Regions from separate parts of the Mus musculus genome. Here region 1 is linked to region 2. Evidence: chromatin contacts called from public HiChIP or PLAC-seq data. All regions are on one chromosome and are shown on one strand. Each heading gives the region's core, a stretch centred on a gene start, on an enhancer-like site or on the middle of the called end of the contact. The rest is flanking DNA. Distances are from core to core; before and after follow the strand shown. Region 1 overlaps Micu1 (mitochondrial calcium uptake 1). Region 2 overlaps Mcu (mitochondrial calcium uniporter).

Region 1 (7,266 bases), core at 2,761-5,260, 380 kb after region 2:
AGATAAATTTAAAGTCAGAGAAAATCTGTCAGATTCCCAAAAGAAAGGGCGGGGGGGGGGGCTTTTATTTCCTTGTTAGAAAATTTAAAACTTAATTAGACCTCGGCTAGTGCCTCTCCCGAATCTCATTTGAGCAGTGAGGCGCTGTAGTTGCGCAAAGGAATAGCACAGCGAAAAATCGAGGGCAGCTATAAATAAAGTGTGACCTGAGGAGCCTGGGACTTTCCCAGTCATAAACTGTGCCCACGGGCCAGCTCTACTTGCTTCTGAGCAATAAAGGCCAGTGCTGCAGCTGAAATACACTGATAGTCGCTGGTGACTAGCGACTGGGGTGGTTGAGAGCCTGGGTGCTGCCTCTGGAGCCCCTGCTCAGATCTTTTTGTGCAGTTTTGGTTGGTTTTTTAGATTTATTTTTATTTTATGTGATCTGAGTAGTTTGCTTTTGTGTATGTCCTGCATGTGTGTCTACACATGACATGCATGTCTGGTGCCTGCAGAGGTTGGGGGTTCCCTGGAACTGGAGCTACAGACTGTTGTGATCTGCGGTCTGCCATGTGGGGTTCTGGGTTTCGAACTTGGGTCCTAGAACTAGATCCTCTGGAAGAGCAACCAGTACTCTTAACCATTGAGCCACCTCTGCAGCCCCTCTGCTCAGACCTTAAGGGGGCTTGCAATCAAGGTTTTCAGTTGTTAGCAGAATCCTGTTCATTTCTATGTGGGACTGAGTCATCTTTCTCCTGCTGGCTATTGATTCTCCATGGGCCACAGCAAGTCCAGCCATGTAACAGTTCTCGGTCCAGCCATGTAACAGTTCTCGGTCCAGCCACTCCCTTCTTCTAAAATTGCTACAGTAGATTCCTGTAGAAAGAGGTCAGGAGAGTGACCTGCCTATCACCATTGCCATGTAAACTAACCTAACAGCAGGTGTGTTATGTCATATTCAGAGGCCTGCCTCCATTAAACAAGATGGAGATGCTGGGGTAACTCAGCAGTCTGTGTGCCACACCAACCAGTAATTCCAGATATAGCCCTGGCTGTCCTGGAACTCACTCTGTAGACAAGGCTGGCCTCGACCTCAGAAATCCACCTGCCTCTGCCTCCCAAGTGCTAGGATTAAAGATGTGCGTCACCACTGCCCAGCTAGTTTTATCCTTTTTTTAGACTTTAAAAGATATGGGTATGGGGCACATATAAGGAAAGGGAGGTAGGTGAGAGAGAGAGAGAGTGCGTGTGTGTGTGTGTGTGTGTGTGTGTGCGTGCGTGCGTGCGTGCGTGTGTGTGTGTGTGTGTGTGTGTGTGTGTGTAAGCCCACAGAAGTCAAAAGACGGCATCCGGTCCCTTGGTACTGAACCTGGGTCCTCTGGGGAGCAGTACACACTCCTAACTGCTGAGCCAGCTCCCCAGCCCCTCGTTTCTTCTTTGTAGGCTCCTTGAGATATGGACATTGTAACTGACTGACGCTATTAGATCATTAAAAAGGAAAAGGAAACAACTTGGCTGTCATAAAGTTTTAGGAGTGGAAGGGAGTTTAGAAATCGTTTTGATTAAACTCCTACTTTATTGTTCCTAACAGTAAAGTCATTCACTATGGAGGAAAATGACTTGCCCAGATCACAGCTAGTGTGGTACAAACCAGGGCAGAAACTGAGGGTCAGAGCTTCACACCTGTGTTGTCAGTAATGATGGTGATCAGAGTGAGCTGGGATATTAGAAAAGAGACTCCAGGCTGGGCGGTGGTGGTGCACGCCTTTAATCCCAGCACTCAGGAGGCTGAGGCAGACGGATCTCTGAGGCCAGCCTGATCTACAGAGTGAGTTCCAGGACAGCCAGAACTATGCAGAGAAGTCCTGTCTCGGAAAACCATAAAAAGGAAAGTGAGAAGGAAGGGAAAGAAGAAGGGAAAGAGATGCCAGGCTGGAGAAACTGCTCCTCTCTCCCGGCACTGGTGTGGGCGCTCACAAGCATCTGTAGCTCTAGTTCCAGGGAATCTGACGCCCTCTTCTGGCCTCCTTAGGCCCAGGCATGTACACAATAGGCACATATGCAGAGAAAACACCCACACACCTATAATAATGCAAGATTTTTAGTTGTTTTAAAAGATGTTCAACACTTTTAAGTGACAACAGAAAGAGAAGAAAATTCAAAGCAAGGCTCCTGCAGACAGCCTAGGCGGACCGTGGAGGTAGGAGTGTTACAGACATGTAGTGGGAGGGGATTAGAACTTAAAGGAGCTTCAGTTGATAAACTCTGGCAGCTCGTGAAAAGCAGGCAGGCAGTCCCCTGCCCCCTGCTCATCCCTGTATGTTGTAAAAACCTTGTTCTATGAAGGAAATGCTGACCAGGATCCCACTGTCTTAAGACAAAGTCATTAATTTTTAAAGTAAAATTACTCACAGTGTAGGCAAGGAAGCTCAAAATCCAAAATAAATGTTTGCTTCATGAGGGATTTTCCATGCAAAGACCTGATTTATTTTCTCAAATTTAAAGTCACTCAGCATTCTAAAGATTGACCCTGCCTTGACCACATCACTGTGCATATATGATGGGTTTGTAAAACTCATAGGCACCCTGAGGAGGAGAGATGCCTTAGAGAATCGTGACTACTGGTTGGAGACTGGGAGGAGCGTAAGCTGCCAGCACTCAAGTCAGCCGACATTATAGTCCACTGAGGAACAGACCAGAAAAGAAAGGTGACAAGAAGTATGGGTCAACATGATGGCGCAGCAGATGAGGGCACTTGCTGTTAAGCCCGATGACATGAGTTCGATCCCCACCACCCACACAGTAGAAAAGAGAGAAGCAATTCCTACAAGTTGTCCTTCAGCCTCTGTACACACACACACACACACACACACACACACACACATACACACACACTAAATACATGCTTTTTAAAAAATCTTTTAGGTACTGGAGACATGGCTCAGCAATAAAGAGATTGTAAAAATCTTGCAGGGGACCTGGGTTTGATTCCCAGAACCCAAAATTAAGAGGCTCACTACTGCCTGAAACTCCAGCTCCAAAGCTATCTGATGCCTTTGGCCTCTGAAGGCATGTGCACACACACACACACCCTATCTGCTTCCTGGAGACCAAGGTTTACTACCGTGAGCAGCCTATGAAAATAAGCGAGAGTCTTCCAGGTAATTTCGACACACTGAATTATAACGTGTCTATAGCCATCGGTGTTAGCCTTCACTGGAGCAAGCATCACAGTCCATCAAGAGTACAGTGTTATACAGAAGGAGCCCCCCTGCAGATAGAGGGTAGAAGAGAGCAGGAGCAAAACACAGGATACGGCCATCTCCAGGATGCTACAGCCGTCCTGTCCTGGGAGGCTCACTCTGCAGCTGCTCCGGGATGCTGTTTGTGCTCTGGGATGGAAATATTTTTCAGCCGAGGTGCTGAATGAGCCTTTTCAGGGAAAGAGGGAAAGAAGAAGAAGAAGAAGAGAGTCTTTTATGTGCATGTGTCTGAGAGAGATACTGCTGGTGGCCTCTCAGCGGTAAAGGCACCACTGCCCACAGCTGAGAGCAAGACTCCGCTCCTACACCGTCAGAATTTTGAAATAAGTGAAGAAGGCATTACCTAACCAGAAATAATTTCCTAACCAGGCTTAGTGGCTCACAACTCTAACACCAGGGTCCCGAAGGCTGAGGCAAGCCAGACAGTGTAGGCCTTTAATCTCAGCACTAGGGGAGGTAGCAGCCAGTGGATCTCTGGGAGTTCAGGACAGCCTGGACTACAGAGTGAGTTCCAGGACAGCTAGAGCTATGCAGAAAAAAGTCTCAAAGAAGGAAAAAAAGAAAAGAAAAGAAGTCTGAGGCAGGCGGATCCAGGAAGCTGAATTTGAGGTTACCCTGGCAAGACCCTGGTCTGGTCTCAGTGTGTGACTGGCCTCTGATGAAATCCCTCCTGGTATGCCTGTCCCTCTGCACCATAGTTCCAGATCTGAGTGAGGCCTCTGCACTCTCCTGCTGTCCATACTGACATCACTGACCTCCCCATCCCTGCCCCTCACCACCCCACGTCCCACGCTCTCACAAACCACACAAACCGGAAGCAGTCTCCTCCCAGACACAGAGCGCTTGTGTGGCTCAGCACACCAGGTATTTCTTCTCCTTAGCAGTGTCCGGGCTGGCCCCTTCTACTCTGGAACTGTCTCTGGTATGTCTGTCCCGTAGCCTTTCACCTGAAAACATTAACTGCCTAGCCAGGCAGGGTAGGACATGCCTATGGTCACAGGAGCCCAGCAGTCTGAGATCGCCCAACAACACATCTTTAAAAAATAAAATAAAATAAAATAAACTCCTTCCATTTTTAGACACGATGTGATAGGATTTTCAGTAAAGCTAAGCACAGCACTGTACAATGCAATAAACCTTACAACTAAGTCAGCCCGAGCCAGTTTAAGCAAAGAGCCCACTGTGGCTCATCTGAGCTGCGCTTGGTTTTGGTAGGTAGCACTTAGTGTCAGCTAGCGGGTGGGGCCGACTGTGTCACCTCGGACAGGCAGGCCGCCTGATCACACAGAGGTTGTCAGCAGCCTGTACCATGCAGAGCCAGTACCACACAGAGCAGGCGTTGTCCTCTTACTGTGAAGGCGCTGGCTGTGTTGCTCTTAGTTCTCCTGAATCTTAGTTCTTTCCCCACCAGTCACCCCAAAACTGTGTCAGAATGTGTGTGTGTGTGTCTGTGTGTGTGTGTGTGTGTGTGTTCCAGCTGCCAGGGTGGCTTAGAAGTTACAAAACAGAAAAAAGACACATTCAAGAAAGGACCCCCATCTTCCCCTCACTCCCCCCTCCCCCCACCCCCTCCTGTGTAGAAGCAAGCCTTCCCAGGGCTGAAGTATCGTCCCCTCCCCCCACCTCACCTTGGCAAGCACAAGCCAGCTTTTTAATTTTCTCCCCTGCAGTCCAGTAGGGCATGACTGACTAATCACATGACAGACCAGCTCAGGACATCACCGTAACCCGCAGGGTCACCTTTCCACACACCTTCACAGGGGGAAGAGACAAGCAGCTCTAACTGGGTCGCATGGAGAACAGCGCCCGCCCCTCACCCTGGGCCACCTCTGTGACTTGTGCTTTTCATGAGGTTGTTGTCCTCCTACACATTTTTAGTTGTCACTTCAGTTGTCAACGTGTGTTCCAAGGGCACAACGTGTGACCCTCACTGCAGAACACAGTCAGATCCGTGGTCTATTGGGTACCGCCAACCCCCAGTCCTGGCTGTCACCCCTCCCTGACACAAGGCACTGAGGGTGCCCTAACTTGGCTTTTCTTTTATCTGGACTCTGTCCCTTTAGGATGACAGAGGTGGAAAGGAACTGGTACCATCCAGGTGAGAGGCCAAATGTGTATAGGGAAAGAACAGTGGAATATGTAGGCTCTGCAGCCACTAGCTTTGTGACCCTGGCAAGTCACTTAAGTCCCTGGGTCTCTCATTGTCTCTGTGTCTTCTGGCTCTAAGAGCCTGTGGTTTTATGTGGACCTGTGAATTTTATCATTCTGAGTGGCCTGAGTGCATGGTAAATTTTATGTAACCTAATTTCTGACGTATTATTTTATCACAGAAACTTAGCATGAGTCTTTCCACTGTTGAGGTGACCAGTCATGGACCACACCAGATGCACCTGGAACAGTTCAGACGCTGCCCAGACTTGTCAGAACAAAGGGCAGCAGATTTTGAGTGGCAGGATTTTGCCGAATCTCCCCCATCCCAACCTTAAGTGGATGTAGGTCCCTGGGAAGATGAGTAGAAAGGTCACCTGTGATCCTTGAGAACCTAAGCTGTCTCTTTCCTGGGACCCTCAATTCCAGCACTCAGGAGGCAGAGGCAGAAGGGTCTCTGTGAGCTCAGGCCAGCTGGGGCTTTACAATGAAACCCTGTTGTAGTGGCTATTCCTGGTTGTCAACTTGACAATATTTGGAATGAACTACAATTCGGAATTGGAAGGCTCACCAGTGACCCTTATCTGGAGGCTTGGAGATCCTTATCTGGATCTTGGTTTGAAGATCTTGAGCCATAGTGGCTATGGATTCCAGAAGATTGAATCTCCGAGTTAAGGAACACACCTTTAATCTGGGCTATGCCTTTCATCTGGGATTAAAGGTGTGGTGGAACACACCTTTAATCTGGGCTACACCTTTTGCTGGAGACAATATAAGGACATTGGAAGAAGGGAGTCTAGCTCTTGCTCTTGCTCTTGCTCCTTTGCCTGCTTGCTGCGTGAGACTGAGTAACTGCTAGATCCTTGGACTTCCATTCACAGCTGCGACTGAACAATTGTTGGGAATTCGGCTGCCGACTGTAAGTCATCAATAAATTCCTTTACTATTTAGAGATTATCCATAAGTTCTGTGACTCTAGAGAACCCTGACTAATACAGAAGTTGGTACCAGGAGTGGTTCTAGAGTAACAGAAGTACAAGGATGAATCTTTTAAAATACTGGAATTGGCTTGTTGATCCACCAGCACTTTCAAATATTGAAACCTCTCCAGATTCTCTCCCTCCTGGGAGCTCAGAGAATTTTGAAGACCCATGGTTGAAACTATATTCCGAACTTAAAGAAGCTAATGCCCTTGATTTTCTTAATGAATTAGGTGATTCAGTGCACAAAGCTTTCTACAAGATGGGGAAAAAATCGAAAAATGATTTTACTGGCTGGCTGCTCTTAGTATCTGTGGAAAAAATGATGAATGAAAGGAAGGAGTTGTGTGATAAAATCGAAAGGCTCCAGACACAAGTAAACGATCTAAAAGTTGCTAAGTGTGTCCTTGAGGAGAATCTTCTCTCTTGTAGCAATAGAGCTCAAGTTGCAGAAAATCAAACAGAAACTCTCATTGTAAGGTTGGCTGAACTACAGAGAAAATTCAAGTCTCAGCCTCAGAGTGTGTCGACAGTTAAAGTAAGGGCTCTAATTGGCAAAGAATGGGATCCTACAACATGGGACGGGGATGTGTGGGAAGACCATGTTGAAGCTGAGAATTTTGAATCCTCAGATTCTCAAGGGTTTGCCCCACCTGAGGAAGTAGTACCCTCAGCCCCACCTCTTGAAATAATGCCTTCCCCACATGAGGAAATTAATTTTGCAGAGTCTGCTCACGGCCCACCAATAGTTTCTTCTAGACCTGTAACCAGACTCAAAGCAAAACAGGCTCCTAGAGGGGAGGTAGAAAGTATAGTCCATGAGGAAATTCGCTACACTACTAAGGAGCTTAATGAGTTTGCTAATTCATTCAAGCAGAAACCTGGTGAATATG
Region 2 (6,795 bases), core at 2,329-4,828:
TATGTCCCTGCCATGATAGACTGTGTTCCTCTGGAACTGTAGGCCAACAGAAATCCTTCAGCAAGGAAACCAAAAGGCTGGTGAGTTGGCTTAGTGGGTTAGTGGGTAAAGGTGCCTGCCGCCAAGCCTGAGTGAGGACCAGAGTTCTGTTTGAGGGACTGGTGCAAGGTACTTGGCCACATGCTGAACCTTGAGAGTGTGTTATTTACTGAAATCCCTGTTTCTAGTTGTGTTGCTTTGCCCAAGGCACACCTTTAACCCAAGAGCTTTCTGTAAACAAGATTAAATAAAGTCAACCATAGGTCAGGAGGCAGAGCAAGCAACCAGCCACACAGGCGGAACACAAGTGGAAAGGCGGATGTGGGGCTGGAGGGTATTTAAGACAGCATGAAGGAGAAAGCGCATGGAGCAGGAAGGTCAGCTGGGTGCTTCTTCCGCCTCTCGGAGCTGGCAGGCTTTCACCCCAGTGTCTGGCTCCTCCGTCTTCCTTTAGTAAATAGAGTGTTTGGGATTTTGTTTTAAAAACAACAAGTTACTTTCGTGGTAGAGGAAAAGAACTGATTCTCAAGGATTGTCTTTTACAAGTGTGCAAAGGTAAATACACACACACACACACACACGTAAAATAAAAAAAAAATATTTAAAGAGAAGAAATGAATCAGGAAGGAGGTTATGGTTGGGACAGTCAGGTAAGTCAAGCACTGAGTGGAATTCAAGCGCTGGAGGCATGCAGAGCCAGGCTCTAATGAGCTCTCAGCCAGAACAATCCCACTGTGCAGAGTGGGAAGACAGTTTGGTGTCTGTCCCTCCAGGCTACTCATGGAAAAACTAAGTTCCTCCCAAAGGTCTTCCCGAATTAACAACGCCTTATTAAAGCAGCTTTCACCTCTCTTTGGTGGCCGTACGTGGTATGTTAAGTCATTAATGACAAGCTTAAAGTCATCGAGGAGCAGGAGGTCTATCCCCGTGGAGGCAGCGACTCGAACGCCATCTGTGAACAATTTAAATATAACGTGTCACAGGCCCATCATTATTTAAGAACGACCAGAAAAAAAACCCATAACAACATAAATCCCCAAATCTCAAATAGCTTTAAAGTGCTCTCCTGTCTCTGTTAACTCGGCCTCACCTCAGGCCTCACCTCAGGCTGGGCAGAGGTTAGGTGTATATCTGATGCTCTTTGTGTTTAGGCCAAATTGGATGCTTTAACAGTCGCTTTCCCTGTAGCTGTGGCAACAAGTGGGGTAACTGCTGGTCACAGACAGACCTACAGGGCTCAGCTGGAATCTGGACTCACCTGCAGGGCAGTGCGGTGCGGGCCTTTACCTTGGAAGCTGGAGAATAGCCTACATGGCTCTCAATCTCATGGTACTTGGCAGCCCAGCCATGGGGAAGCTGCTAATTAATTCAGCAGGGGAGGTTGAGATGGGGAGCAAAGGGCAGCAAATGGCTCTACCAAGGATGCTCTACCAAGGACGGAACTAGATAAGTCTGGAGTGCTTAAAGCACACCGTTAAAAGGCAAAGGACAGAAGTCGGCAGCTGTCCTGGCTGGTGACCCCAACGGAAGGGTAAATGGGTACTTGCTAGTCTCAATCTTGCTGTAGGTTTGAAAGACTTTTCTAAGTCAAAGCGAAAACAATTTTTTTTTTGGCACTTAAATAAACAGATGTTACATCAAATGAGAGGTTTTAGTGTCTTATTGTATACTCTCAAATCACAGACTCTATTTTGGTAAACATTTGACTGCTCAATTGCTGGAGAAACATATTCCACACCTACGGTAATGATAAGAGACCTCAAGGACGGGAAATGTGATTGCCTGTCTGTCCTTGTGGTGACATTCGATGTGAGCTGCTTTGGAATGAGACTCCCTGTGGGCACACATCTGCTGACAAGAACAGTCCGAGGACCACTGGGAGGGAAAAGGCTTTGTCTTCCATGCTTGCAAACCAAAACTCACAAGCCTTCTAACTAACAGGACAATATTCCTTTGTACCGAGCTGCTTGGGGTTGGGCCTGAGGAGGAGGTGAGAATTGAAAGTGAGCATGACCTTACCTGGTGAGTAGATGGCGACCCGGTCGATTCCCCGATCCTCCTCTTGCAGTTGTCGTAAAAACACGCCGACTGAGTCAGAGATAGGCTTGAGTGTGAATTGGCAGCGCTCGCGTCGAGAGGGTAGCCTCACAGATATCACCGGTAATCCATTTTGGTAAACCACCGTCACGTCTGAGCGAAAAGACCCACAAACATACGATGGTTCGGTTATATTATCAGTTAAAGTCTCGTCATCATTTTTCCTGCCCATGGTGGGAACACACACTACCATTAGTGTGACTTAAAAGGTTTTTAAGGAAGGTTTAGGAATAAGAACTTTTAGAGTTAATCTGGGAACAGGCTCATTCAAGATCAATCAGAGCAGTGGACTAATTTTTTCAGATATGGCTGTCTTTGAGTAGGCCAGAGAGAGGCTTTTGTGGACTACAACACAGGGGGTCTTGGTATGGCTGAGTCAAGTCCTGGTCCTATCTGGAAAAAAAAGATGTGAAGCCCAAGAAGTTATACAGTTCCCAAAGATCCTGAGCCAAGACCCAATCCCAGTTTTTACTCCAAAGCCTTTCCCTCTCATGCCGGCACCAACTTTAAGTAAGTGTTTAGCTGCTAATGTGAGGTTTGGGGCTGAAAATATCGCTTTAAGAATGTATCTGAAAATTATTCTTAGAAAAGGTTTTCTGAGATTCATTTTACTAAGGCTCTGTGCATCAACACTGCCAAAGAAAGAGAAGGAGAAATAAGGGATGCTGCTCATACATAGAGAGTGGGCTCCTAACTCTCAGAATGTCCTTAGGAAGAAAGGAGACAAATCTCTCTACACAGCGCACTGCCTGACCACGGATTGCTAACGAGCTCACTCGCTTTATCAATCAAAAGGCTCCTCTGTGGTTCTCAGTAGCATCACACCCATCATCAGGAGAAACTGTTGCGACTTCCCAGAGCTGTGACCCACACCCATTCCTCCTTCCTCATCTGTCTCAAAAACAAACCCCCAACAATTCTTATTTTCAATAGACATTCTCAAGACCATCCCCACGCTTCCTGCAGACTCCCTCAGCCTCGCCCCTGCAAATTCCTAGGCACTTTGGGTCTGCTTTCTAGAGCTACTCTACCTGATTTTGTGGTATCACAAACTGTTACTGGTGCTCTATGGCTGGCAACTCTTTGCATACGGTGGCTTTCCCTTGGCATGGCTATGAGACACATCCATGCTATATGCCGGCGACGGTAGTTCATTTGTTTGTATCACTGAGCAGAATTTTTAAAAATTCTAGGTTAACATGCAAAGTAACAGGTCCACCCCCAGTGTCTTCATCCTCCCGGGTCCTATTCTGATGCACAGAGCCACTGAGATTGCTCTTCACGTCCGTTAACAGACTGCGGGTTATTTTTGTCTTTAGTGATTATCAATGAAGCCTCTACGACGACTGGAATGCTCTTGTGGCATAGTTAACATCCATCTGTGGCAGATTCAGCCACCAGCAAATCGGTATTTGGAAAATCTTTGTGCCTCTACTGAACAGAGAGCACATTATTCTCTCAATACTATAGTGACCATTCACAAAGCATTCGTGCTTCATTCAGTGCTCCCTTCTGTCCGAAGAACCATCTTAAACGTCACTGTGGCGCAAATGCACTGCCAATGAGTTCTCTCCATTTTTGTATGTCTGAGAAAGTCACTGCACCTTGATTTTTTGAGAGAGATTTTTAGTATGTAAGAGAAAATCTATCTGACAGATTTTTCCCCCATTTTGGCATTCTTGGAAGAATTAACTTCATCATCTTGCCTTAATGGAATAAGGAGTTTAGGCTTATCGTATCTTTCTTCTATGTGCGACCCATCTGTATTCCTCACGTGCTCTTCATGGCCTCTGGTCAGCATGGCTTCCAATGGTTTGGTTGTGATGTCACTTGTTTTCCTTTGTGATTATTCTACTTGGAAACGGATGCATGTCTTAGATCTGTGCACTCATAGCAGTCACCAAATTTGGAGAAAATCTGACCATTATTTAATTTTCTGTCTTCTACCCCTCCCTGAAAGCCCTAACTATATTTCCGTTCAATCACAGGGTGCTGGCTCCACACCTGCTGAGCCTTCTTCCTATATTTCCTGTCCTTCCCTGGGTCAGCTTCAGCACTATTTACTCCCTTGTTACAGATGTTTCCTTCCACATCATCTATCTCGTTAATTCCTTCTGTATGGTTTTTATTTTAATTAATTAATTTTTGGTTTTTTGAGACAGGGCTTCTCTGTGTAGCCCTGGCTATCCTGGAACTCACTCTGTAGACCAGGTTGGACTTGAACTCAGAGATCTGCCTGCCTCCACCTCCCCAGTGTGCCACCACTGCCCAGCTCTGTAGGTTTTTAAATTTCAGATATTAAAAAAAAACCTCCAGAAAATTAATTTGTCTTTTCTTACAGTCTCACCCCTGTTTCCATGTTAACACATTTGCTGACTTCTTCATCATCTCTGTCATTTCTGGGTCTCTGTAGGCTGAGTTGGGGGATGGCCTCCTGACACTCCACGGCTAGGTAATTTTAGTCACTGCTTATATATCCTTAATTTTGTATTGCTGAGCACTGTACAACTCTTTCATGACAGAAGTAGAGAATTCTTTATTGTGGGGCTACTTCCTAGGTGACTTTTCTGGAAATCTCTTTGGAGTGTCTACATATGTAAGTATTCTGGCTGGATAAAATGATATGGACCCTGAGATTTGTTCATTTTTATGTTTTCTGGTAAAAATAACTTCTGAGAAAGTTTTTCTAGTCTCTGTACAAGAGCAGTAGACTTTAGCCAGGCTCACAGGAACACGATTTCCTCTCAGCCCCCTCCTTAGGACCATTGTCCCACAATCGCAGCTGATGAGCCATCCACCTCAAGGATGGCTGCCTACCCTGGTATGTTCCTTATTTAAGCAGACAACCTGGTAACTCTGGCTGTTCACAGCCCTGGCTCGGGAACACTATCACACAAGCCCGGGAGCCTTGCCAGCAGGGCCTGTTCAGTTCCCTGGTCCATTCTTCACTTCAGCTGGCCAATCTGGACCTGGCTGTTTCTTCTCATTGTGCTAGAGTCTAGAAGCTGTCTCCTGCCTAGAGGCTGAGAGGCTGGGAGGCTGGGAGGAGTCTGGGAAGCTGCCTGCAGCCATTTGCTTCCCGTTAGCTGGGATTGCAGGACTATGCTGCTTGATGTCCAGATTTCTGAAAATTGTTGCCAGAGACGCATTGTGTGTTCGCAGCAGGGCAGACATCACCATTAGAGTTCATAGTTCACAGACACAGATACATGACTTGAGATTTGACATAGAAAGTAAAACAAAACAAAACAAACAAACAAACAAACAAACCCCCAAAAACCCTCACACCCTCACTCAAAGAGTAGTGTCATAGGGAATATTTAACCTCAACCGGGGTGTCTATGCTGCCTTTGACCATTCAGTTCCCGGATAAAAGACACACAACCTTTACGTTTACAGGAAGACTTAATCAGCACTAGAGCTGGGCAGATACCTATCCTCTATGCTATTATGTCTATTTCCCTATCATTAACCACACAATATGACTTGCGTGTTCCATCTGGGCTGCTCTTAACTTCAACTGGCCAGGTGTCACAGCTGTGATCTTATGACTCTTACCCCAAGGCATCCTTCTCCTGTCCCCATCTTCCCCTCTCTCTTCCTCCCCAAACCCAAAGCCTGGGAACCCAGACCTTAAGCCTAGGAACTCCAGATCCCACCTGTCTCAATTCTCCCAGCTACAGGCTGTGGGCATCTTTATTCACCAATTGGGGCGAACTTGGGGGGCAGGGTCATTGGATACATCCGCTCCAGGGCACTAGTCTCAAGGAACCAGTATTTAGCATTAGGATACAAGCAGCATCAGACCAACCCATGACAGGGTAGAGTCTGCTGTCCCAGGAACAGGCCAAACAAACAAAACACCCAATACCAACACCAGCACGCATTTGCAACATCTAAACACATTTGAAAAGGTGTTCATTTTCCTTTTCAGAAAGAATCCTTAACCTAGCATTCTCAGCCTCTGGTATGTAAACATGTAGGTTTCTTCTACAGATAGCAATGATGGTAAATTAAGTGATTAACGTATTCACTTGGCATCTTTATTGCAATTATCTTCTTTCTGTTATGCAAAAGACAAGCTAACCACAGATCTCTAAAGGAGGCAGAAGGGAATTTAAATAAAAGATAGCATTCTTTGAGCTAAGGCTTGGAGCATTTCATTAAATCATCAGTTTCACAGATAAACGCCCAGAGGTTGCTGTCTTTAGAATAACTGAGACAGAGTCAACAGGGGGAATGAAGATCTCTGCATCTGGCTTAACGTCTTCCTTTAAATATGAAGCCTTTGGAAGGAAAGAAATAGAAAAGCTGTGAGCAACAACTCTGCATGGAATACACACAGCTTCATTATAACACTGCCTTTTAAAAGAATCCCGTGTCTTCCTCCCTCCCACACACTGGATTACAATGCAAATGCTAGAGTTCTTGGTTAACAGCCTACAAGGACAATCACCAAAGGTTGTCAACTTTAACAACAGGTCAAGAAAAGGCCTGTGGAGGCTCACAGAGGCTGAACCACCAACCAGAGAGCATACAGGGGCTGGACTCAGGCCCTCTACACATTTGTAGCACATGTGCTGCTGGGGCTTCGTGTGGATCCCCTTACACTGGAGTGAGGGCGATCTCTGACTCTGTCGCCTGCCACTGGGTCCCCTT

What was found. HiChIP or PLAC-seq counts read pairs in DNA pulled down with a chosen protein or histone mark.
Region 1: an H3K27ac HiChIP or PLAC-seq map of oligodendrocyte precursor cells shows a contact between it and region 2, with 6 times the contacts expected there. The contact joins two enhancer-like sites. A contact is called at or near these places in 8 of 484 Hi-C or Micro-C datasets (CD4 T cells, LSK cells, bone marrow-derived macrophages and 5 more) and 3 of 115 datasets of contacts at active chromatin or transcription factors (double positive thymocytes, embryonic stem cells and oligodendrocyte precursor cells).

The regions. Positions count from the first base shown.
Region 1 is chr10:59,844,626-59,851,891 of GRCm38.p6, forward strand. The region is part of intron 10 of Micu1 (mitochondrial calcium uptake 1); the gene reads left to right. Among named protein-coding and RNA genes, the nearest start is that of Gm23803, 30 kb to the left of the region's middle. Within about 2 kb of position 4,011, at least 40 of the 459 cell types and tissues checked have an H3K27ac peak or open chromatin away from gene starts, as enhancers often do. A contact at or near this core is called in oligodendrocyte precursor cells, where this site is marked.
Region 2 is chr10:59,465,568-59,472,362 of GRCm38.p6, forward strand. It overlaps Mcu (mitochondrial calcium uniporter), which reads right to left. Exons shown (of 8, transcript NM_001033259.4): 3 at 2,059-2,229; 4 at 887-991. Among named protein-coding and RNA genes, the nearest start is that of Oit3, 27 kb to the left of the region's middle. Within about 2 kb of position 3,579, at least 16 of the 459 cell types and tissues checked have an H3K27ac peak or open chromatin away from gene starts, as enhancers often do. A contact at or near this core is called in oligodendrocyte precursor cells, where this site is marked.